Linked DNA regions of Sus scrofa: region 2 is linked to region 1. Evidence: chromatin contacts called from public HiChIP or PLAC-seq data. All regions are on one chromosome and are shown on one strand. Each heading gives the region's core, a stretch centred on a gene start, on an enhancer-like site or on the middle of the called end of the contact. The rest is flanking DNA. Distances are from core to core; before and after follow the strand shown.

Region 1 (4,525 bases), core at 997-3,496:
GCACTGAGTGCTCAGGACATATTTTATGACTCAAACCCCGTTTTACTCAACAAACATGTTTTTCTGAAGAAATTTTGATCAGCTTGGAGTCTAAAGAAACTGACTTCAGTCTGAGAAAAGTGGGCCTCTTGTAGTAAATTCACGGAACAGCTGCTATATTGATCACGCCATTGCTCTATTAAGCAGATACTGAAGGTCGATCCAAGGGCCTCCAATCAGTGGACACTGAGTTTCTACCACATGGACCCTCATTCAGTGAATACTGAGGGCACTTAAATAAGCCCAGAAAGAGTTTATAATCTAGGGAAGAAGATAGGGATAGCCAAGTTACTTCTTACAGGTAAAGGCCAGTACATTTCTGAGCGATGAGAGATTCATGCATCAGACTATGTTCAGGGTCCTGGAAATCAGGGTAGAAGTTACATCTGACACAGTCTGAGTGAACTTCAATTGCTGATGCTATTGAATCAGGAGGAGGATGCAGAGAAGGGAGACGTGAGTGGGTGGTAGTTGACCTGGATTTTGGAAGATGAGTAGAAGACTGTTGTGTACCTACCTTGGAGTGCTATTAAAGATAACAAGAGCTCAACAGTGGTTAAAGTGAAATGGAGTTTTAACTAAAAAACACCCCCCCCCTTGGCTAAGAAGGCAGCTACAAGCCTTTCCAGCTGTGCTTATCACTATGCCACCCTTCTTGTAATAATGTAACAACTGTGTGCTCTCTGTCCAAGCCAGCAGCCCTGCTAATTAGGTACCCAGCATTCCTTATCAGTTCTGCTTCTGTAACCTTGCTTGCTCAGTTTCTTAGGGAGGAACACTGTCTGCTTGGGGATGGGGGAGGTCCGGGATGCTTACATTGAAAAATCAAGACCTTGTAGTGTATAAAAGTTACTGAGAACAAAGACCTGGTGCTCAGACTCTGGAGGTGACTCCTCTGCACCCGCACCGGTGCTGAATAAACCTTGCTTTTCCATATCTCCGAGTGCTGTTTGTCTCCTTCCGTTGCCACAGTTTTTGCGGTTTCCGCAACAAAAGAACAGATTTTATTCAGGAACTATTACAGGAGGGGAAAGGAAACCTCAGTATGGAAGTGGGCTCAATTTCCCTATTGCAATCGTTTTTGATTAAAATCTGTTTTTACTGTTTGAACTACCATTTGGCTTTGATTTTCTTTAAGGGAGGAAAAGGTGGTAATTTAAAGCATTTCAGCCTGAGGCAAAAGAATGAACAAATGCAAAGAGGAGTAAAGTAATTCAGGGAAAAAGTAAGGAATCCGAAGAAAGGTGGGCAGTCAAGGGAAATGGGAATTCTGCGGAGTCAAAGCCTCCAGCAATGGTGAGCAAGCACTGGAAGATGAGGAAAAGCAGGCTTCTTTCAGTAGATTAGCAGAGCTGATTGGTGATGCTCAAAAATGTTTTTCTATTCAATTGGGAGAATTAAGTTTGAGCAAGCTTGCTTGGAAAGTTATGCCAAGAAGTTGGGACTTTATCCTGTTGAGCCAGGGAGTTTCTGGAGAGCTGAGCAGTACTTTACATAAACATGATGGTGGTCTCAATAGATAGGCTGGATGGGGCAGCAGGAAGCGTCCCCACTCCCGGCCTCAGTTTACTTATTTATAGCAAGAAAAAAATTGGGTCCTTCTCTGTCTTGGATCCCTTCCGATTTTCACAGCCTGCTACCGAGTACCGCTGCCTCACCCCCTCCTTCTTTCTGATATTGGTCCAGTTGCCACCTTCTCGGCCTTAGGTGCTTTTCGACTGGTAGGTAAATGGGGGATTGAGGAGTGTGTATGTTGGGGGGGGGATGAGTTTCTGGAGTAAAATGACCCCTCCGAGGTCCTTTTGTCTCCGACTGCACCACCTGAGTAATGCCAACAGTGGGCAGACCGCGCTATGGGGCAGGAAGAGAAGTGTGCTCAGGTCCTCTTAGGGTGGCTGTACGGCCCCCTCCCTATGGCCAGCATCCTGGGAGGGCAGCGGGAGTCCACCTCTCGCGTGCCCCTGGTTCCCTGAGTGACAAAAGCCTGTGAAACTCGGCAGCCACCGAATGCCATCGCGACGACTGGACTCCGACAGCCAATCGGCTTCCGGAGGAGTCGGGCTCGTTAGCCCGGGGCCGAAAGAGGACAGGATCCCCGCCCACCCCGCGGGCGGACTGCGGGGCTGGCGAGGCAGGCGGGGCGCGCTGGGCGTCGGCGTCACGTGAGGCGGCCCGGCCACGTGACCCGGCGCCCAGCCCCCGGCGCTCCCTCCAGCTCCGCCCCTTCGCCGGCCACTAGCCGGCGATTCTCCCGCTCGCGCGGCGCTTCCGAGGTTCCCGCCGTGCTCCCGGCGGCTGGGCCTGGATGGACGGCGCGCGGCCGCGGCTGGCCTCCCAGGTAACTGGAGCGGGGCGGGGGGCGCAGGCTCGAGCTCGCGGAGGCCCCTCCCGCCCCTGCCTTCTGCTCGCTCCCCCGTCCCGCGGGCCCGGCCGAGGCGCCCCGTTACTCCTGCGCCCTCCCTCCTCCTGGTCCAGGCCCCCGGCTCCCGGCCTCCAGTGCGCCGGCCGCTGAGTCGGGGCGGGTGATGGGGCAGCCGGCACTGTTGGCTCTTCTCCTTGAGTTTCTTCCTCTGAGGAGGGACAGGGTGGGGAGAGGCTCGGGAAAGTTTTCCCTGCTCCCTCCTTTTTTTTTTTTTTTTTTTTAAAGCTGTGGGGACGCGGTTTTGCCCGTATCTAAAGTCTGTCACTACTCTCGGCGCTGTTGACTGAGAGAAGACCTCCCCTCCCACTCTCCCGGTCCTCCCTCGGCCCCGCCCAAGACCTTAGCATCTCCTGCTGGGCCTCCAAAGTGGTAGTGGTGTCACAGACGAACTCCACACTCTTCCCATTTCCCCCATAACACTGAATCCACACAGGGGTTTCCCTTCTTCGGGACTTTTTATCCAGGAGTGCAGTGAGCTGAGTGAACAATCATTTCTCTTGTCCTGCCTCGGATAGACTACTTGCTCTGTTTCATTTAAGATGACCATCTAGGCACACTGTTCTGCTCCCCTAAGTGGCTTTTTGTTTATATTATTTGCATGTGAGATACTCTGAAGTTGGCTCCTGCAGAACTCTGCACCTGGGGATGACAATTTTATAAAGTCATGTTATGATGCTTTAAAAAACCCCATATTCATAGTCTTGTCTTTGGCCTCTTCTTTTTAGGGGGAGGATTATAGCTCTTGGAGGCAAAAACTGTGAGTTTCTGAAACTGCTGTACATTGACGGCTAGTGACACGAAAACATCAAGGTATATAATGCTGAAAGGAATGGGAAAATGACTTAACCTCGACAGCAGTTTATAATATGCTTTAAATTTTAGAAGTTAACCATTTGAAGTGAGCACTGGGTGAATTTCACCTCTTTGCTGCTGCTTTCAGAGTTGAATATGTAACTGTGTATTTAAATTCTATTAATACAGCAGTTAATCTGTGGAGTGGATATCTTTTAATCCATTGTGGAAATATCAGTCCATTTATGTATACGTCTAGACAAGTCCTTTTTTTTCAACCCTCTAATCTGTTTCTCTTTTTTTTTTCTTTTTTTTGCTTTTTATAGTCACACCCGTGGTGTATGGAGGTTCCCAAGCTAGGGGTTCAGTCAGAGCTACAGCTGCCCGCCTACGCCACAGCCCCAGCAGCGTCAGATCTGAGTGGAGTCTGCAACCTACACCACAGGTCACAGCAACACCAGATCCTTAACCCATTGAATGAAACCAGGAATCGAACCTGCAACCTCATGGTTCCTAGTCAGATTCATTAACCACTGAGCCATGACAGGAACTCCTAGTCTGTTTCTCTTGAAGAGAAAGGATGTTAATCTTTCTTCTTCCCTCCTCTCCCTCTTCCCCAGGATATTAATCTTTAAAGAGATTCCTTCTATAGTGATTTTTATGTGTGTGATCCAGATGATCAAATTCTGGAACTTCGGAAAGCGAATAGCCATAAAAATCAATGCTATCAAGTGTGCGGCTTTACAAAAATTATTTTAAACTTTTTGAAGAGTTGCCTGAGAGTTCCGGTTGTGACTCAGTGGGTTAGGAATGTACCAGCAGTGGCTTGGGTCCCTGCTTGGGTTCATCCTCAGCCCGGTGCAGTGGGTTAAAGGAGCCTGCCTGCCTTGCTGCAGTTGCAGGAATAGGTTGCAGCTGTGGCTCCGATTCAGTCCCTGGCCTGGGCACGTCCATATGCTGCAGGTGTGGCCATTTAAAAAAAAAAAGTGTTGCCTGTACATTCTCCCGAGAGCTTGGTTCCATCTTAATAATTAGTAATTCACGCTGGGAAGTCTGAGTCAGTGTTATCTGGTCCTCAGAGTGGGGAAGAGGAAACTGAAGGGAAGTCAGAGACCTTTGCTGTTACTGTTGTCGTTGTTATTATGCTGTTCCTTCTGTGTGCACTACCTTAAACAGTAAGTCAGGCATGGGAAACAAGGTTTGAGCCCTCAAGAAGTCTAGATCTAGGCAGGGCATTAGAACACCTGTTTAAGTGTTCTGTGGTTTTAAAAA
Region 2 (4,525 bases), core at 1,311-3,810, 170 kb after region 1:
ATCCAGCGTTGCACCGTGAGCTGTGGTGCAGGTCAAAGATGCGGGTCGGATCCCGCGTTGCTGCGGCTGTGGAGTAGGCTGGTGGCTACAGCTCCAATTAGACCCCTAGCCTGGGACCCTCCATATGCCGCAGGCGCACTCTTAAAAAAACCAAAAAGACAAAAAATAAAAATAAAAGTAAATTATGGAGTTCCCATCATGGCTCAGCAGTAACAAATCTGAACCCAACTAATATCCATGAGAAGTCAGGTTCGATCCCTGGCCCTGCTCAGTGGGTTAAAGGATCCAGTGTTGCTGTGGCTGTGGCGCAGGTCGGCAGCTCCAGCTCTGATTCAACCCCTAGCCTGGGAACCTCCATATGCCTTGGGTGTGGCCCCCAAAAGACAAAAAATATATATATATAGAAATTTTTATATATGTCAATAAACCTATGAATAGATCCTGCAACCTAACTAGTAATCAGAGAATGAAAAAAATTTAAATGAATATACTTTTCATCCATCAGATGGGCAAAAGTACAAAGACATGTTGGTCTAGACTGTAGGGAAACTGAACTCTCAAAGACTACTCTGTGGGATACGTAAGTTAGTAGAAGTACTTTAGAGGCAAATTTGGCAAGACTATGTTCATAATTTAAAAGCAAGCAATTCCACTTTTAGGTATATACTGTCGAGTAACAGCACATGTTCACAAGACAAACACAGGCAAGGATGTGCCTGCAAGCACTGTTTCTAAGGTGAAAAACTAGGAACAACTCATGTCCACCAAGAGGAGAATGGCAAATAAAACATAGTACATAGTACATATCAAGCAAAAATAAAATTTAATATGAAAACCGACAAAAGAAACAAAGATAAATATTTTACATTAACAGAACAATTCAGTCATATACTGGGACACTATCCGGCAGGTAAAAGAAAGGAGCTGTAAATAATGTAGTGAGCTATGAAGTAATAACACGTTTACACTGCAAAAACAGTCAGGTGAATAGTTACAAAATTATATAGTATGATACTATTCCCATTTTAAATAATTACATATATGAATATATACACCTATAAAGATTATGTAAGTGTAAAAAAGCATTGAAAACGCTGCACCAAAGTCTGGAGTGTAGTTTTGGGGGAGAAGGAATTCAGGGATTGTGGATTATGCTTTTTATCTGTAAGGTTCTAATTTCATAAAAGGAGGATGCAAAAACATTTAGCATAGCATTAAGCACACTCAGTAATAGCTTCTTTTTAAAGAAAGTTCTTGCCAGTGTTGTTCATAACTTCTGAAAATTTAAAAGTAACGGAACTTACAAAATTAAAACATGCTTGCTGAAGAAAATTTGCAAAATATAGCACAGAGAAGAAAACTTAAATCACCCATAATCTCATCATCCAGAGACAACCAGTGTTATTTTAGAGTATAACACGATTTTTAAGTTCGTTCATATTTTCCCCTTCTTACTTTTTCACTCTGATGGAAAAATAGTCAGTTTCGTTTAAGTGGTTGGTTCTTTTTCGTTTTTAAAAATAGGCTCTTATGAAACTGTGGCTATTTCCTCTCTACCCCTTGTGTTTTAATTGTGATAATAGTAATGAACATTTATTGAGTATAAACCATGTGTCAGGCAGGCTTCAAAATACTTCACACGTTCTTATCACTCTGCCTAACAGTCATGTGGGACAAATTAGCAATCCTGTCACGAGGAAGCTAAAGCATGTCACACCGTAAGTGGCAGGGAAAAACTGAACAACCAGGCAGCCTGGTTTCTGAGCCTGTTTTTTGATTATTCCAGTCCACTGCCTCATTCATTAATACATACAGAACTCACTGAAGGTTTCCATCTGACGAAGAGCAAAATTACATGTTTCATATTTTATTTAATGATCTAATGGGGATGATTACGTATTGGGTTGTGGTTAATGAGAATCAGGAGCTCTTAGGATGTGATCTCTACTCCATGATCTTGAATAAACGATTTTACTTCCTGAGGGTTTGTGAGTCTTACCTGTGAAATGGGTCAGTGGCTAAACCGTCAAGTTCGGCTTCTGGATTTTGGACTCCAATCCCCTTCCCGCAGCCCCTTTTACAGCCTCGGGTTCCCAGTTGCTTAGGAATCACCTCTCATGAAGGTGTGCACCGGGTGACAAGAGACTGAAATGGGTTGAGAACTCCGCGCACCCTCGGTCCCTTCTCCAGCCCGGGAATGCACGTGAGTGAAAGGAGAAAGGAGGTCGCAAGGGCTGGGATCCACGCGACCGAGAGCTCCACCGCGTTCCTGGGTGCTGGGCCGAAAGAAGCTGTCGGGAGGGCCACTCACGGCCTCACCTGGGTTACACTGGCTCGATTGCGCTTTCCACGCCGCCTGCCAGACCTGAGGACTGCGCTCCGCCCGCACGGTTGGCGAGGCTGGGTTCTCCCGCGGGTAGGGCTCCTCTCTCACTCCACGCCCCCGAGACCCCACGGCGCCGGGTGCCCCCTGGCCGGGAAGTACTTCACCATCGACTAACCTCACCTCAGCAACCACAGTTCCACCTCGCCTTAGCCAGGGAGGAAGGACCGCCCAGTTTCCACCGTCCAGGCCTACCTAAAGCAAACCTAAATGGGAGGAGTCGGACACTGACGGCTCCTACCTCCTGGCCTGGAGCCCATTGGTTGCCCACCCCACCGGGTCCACGCCTCAGGGGTTCCGCGCGTGAACGGTAGGCACCGCGGCGGCGCTTGAGCGCGCAGCCTCCGGATTGGCTGTCAGAGCTCGCGGGTTGTCTCGCGCTCTCTGGCTGGACCAATGCGGATACCCTCGGTCCAGAGGCTGGCATCGCTGGAGTAGTGGCGCTGCTGTTTCCTCCGGTAGGTCTTTGGCTGCCATCTTGTGTGTGGCTGAACAGGGCTTCTTGGCGGCTGCAAGCCGATTTAGCGGTTCAAGATATAGAGGTGTCCTGAGGGAGCCGTGGAGGAGAGGAGGGGCCCGAGGGAACAGACCTGGTGCCTTCTTACCTACCTGCAAGGGAAAGGTTTTCCTGGTCTGAGTCTCAGCCCTGGCTAGGAAGAGCGACGAATGGTGGTGGTGATGAGGAACGCAGGCTTTGATATGTTATTGTGGGGGCTTGACGGGGATTCTGGTGCCTGAAGAATGATCCCTTGGGTTCCAGAGAGCTATTCCAATTATCTTTGTCTTGAAAACCCCCTCACTGACAGAGAAGGTTGACTGATGGACTGCCTGATTCAAAAAGGCTGGTAATGAAAAGGGAGAGAGGGAGGCGCCCCACGATTATCCTCAGATTCGAAAGAGACGTCTTCATTTTCTATGGTTTTCGAGGAGGGACTAATAAAGTGTTTGCTCTACTCAGCTGACCTCTGACTAAGGCCATCTTCCGGTTGTAGTGAGCGTCAGGTGCTGCATTTGGACAGTTGTATTCATTAGTGTACAGCCAGCATTCCTGCAGTGGTTTTGTTGTTGTTGTTGTTGTGTTTTTTGGTTTTTGGGTTTTTTTAAGCTAAAAAGTGGTAGTCTTTGCAGAAACAGTGGAAGTGAAGGAGAATTTTGTCAATTCTTGGTTTTCCTGGTTACAATCTGGTTGATGATTTAGCAGTCTGGGCTTACCTTGGCATGCTTGGTTGCTTCGTCGTGGGTTGGGAGAGGTTTTTGCAAGAGAAACATCCTAACTTCTGAACTCTTTGGGGACGACAGGAAGGAGACAGGAATTACCCCCTTTTCCTCATTATTTTTAAAAATCGAAGTAGAAAGCACGCAGGGTCATTTTTTGACGGGGAAATTTATTGTTTCCCAAAACCTGGCTAAAAGGCTAATATTTTGTGATTAGCTGTAGCAGTTTTGACACTCATGAGACAAAAGCGAAGATACTGCCTTGAGTTTCGTTTTCATTTATCCAAGGCTAACTAGTAATCCACCAAGTCAATAGTACCATGTATTTTGTGCAGGAATACCAAAGAAAACAGTAAAATAATTGAATAGTTGAAAATTAATTTTCTATTTAAAGGTTACTTTTTATCCTTGAGTCTTAAAAAACTTAAGTCACAAGAGTAAGTATCAGTAATTTAGTGTTGAGCTGATGGCTGAGGTACTACGTATATGTGGGATTTTGGTGTCTGGGGGAAGTTTTGGAACCAACCCTGGGCAGATTTCCAGGGAGGATTGTATAGGCTATCAGAGTAAGAGATTTGTGCTAACAAACACCAATAACAAAGTAGCCACTCATAAATGTATGCAAAAACTTTTGGATAGTTTTCACCTATAATAGTGCCTGGTATATATCTAAAAGTGTAATTGTTCAATGAATAAATTTTAAAAATACAGTAATTGGGAGGTATGGGTAACATTTTTTTTTTTTTTTTTTTTTTTTTATGGCCGCACCCGAAGCATATGGAGGTTCCCAGGCTGGGGTTGAATCGTCCTGTAGCCGCGGGCCTACACCACAGCCAGAGCAATGCAGGATCTGAGCAGTGTCTGCAACCTACACCACAGCTCAGGGCAATTCGGTATCCTTAACCCCCTGAGTGAGGCCAGGAATCA

What was found. HiChIP or PLAC-seq counts read pairs in DNA pulled down with a chosen protein or histone mark.
Region 2: a contact with region 1 is called in an H3K27ac HiChIP or PLAC-seq map of alveolar macrophages. The contact joins the promoter of CAB39L here to the promoter of RCBTB1 in region 1. A contact is called at or near these places in 1 of 5 promoter capture datasets (liver), 5 of 47 Hi-C or Micro-C datasets (blood, embryonic fibroblasts, fetal heart ventricle and 2 more) and 2 of 2 datasets of contacts at active chromatin or transcription factors (alveolar macrophages and skeletal muscle).

What each region holds. Positions count from the first base shown.
Region 1 is chr11:18,129,767-18,134,291 of Sscrofa11.1, forward strand. RCBTB1 (RCC1 and BTB domain-containing protein 1) reads left to right here and starts at 2,247. Exons shown (of 14, transcript XM_021065311.1): 1 at 2,247-2,377; 2 at 3,187-3,271. All of the region lies in intron 4 of EBPL (emopamil-binding protein-like), which reads left to right.
Region 2 is chr11:18,295,109-18,299,633 of Sscrofa11.1, forward strand. It overlaps CAB39L (calcium-binding protein 39-like), which reads left to right and starts at 2,561. Exons shown (of 11, transcript XM_003130971.6): 1 at 2,561-2,841. It overlaps SETDB2 (histone-lysine N-methyltransferase SETDB2), which reads right to left and starts at 3,126. Exons shown (of 14, transcript XM_013980508.2): 1 at 2,993-3,126.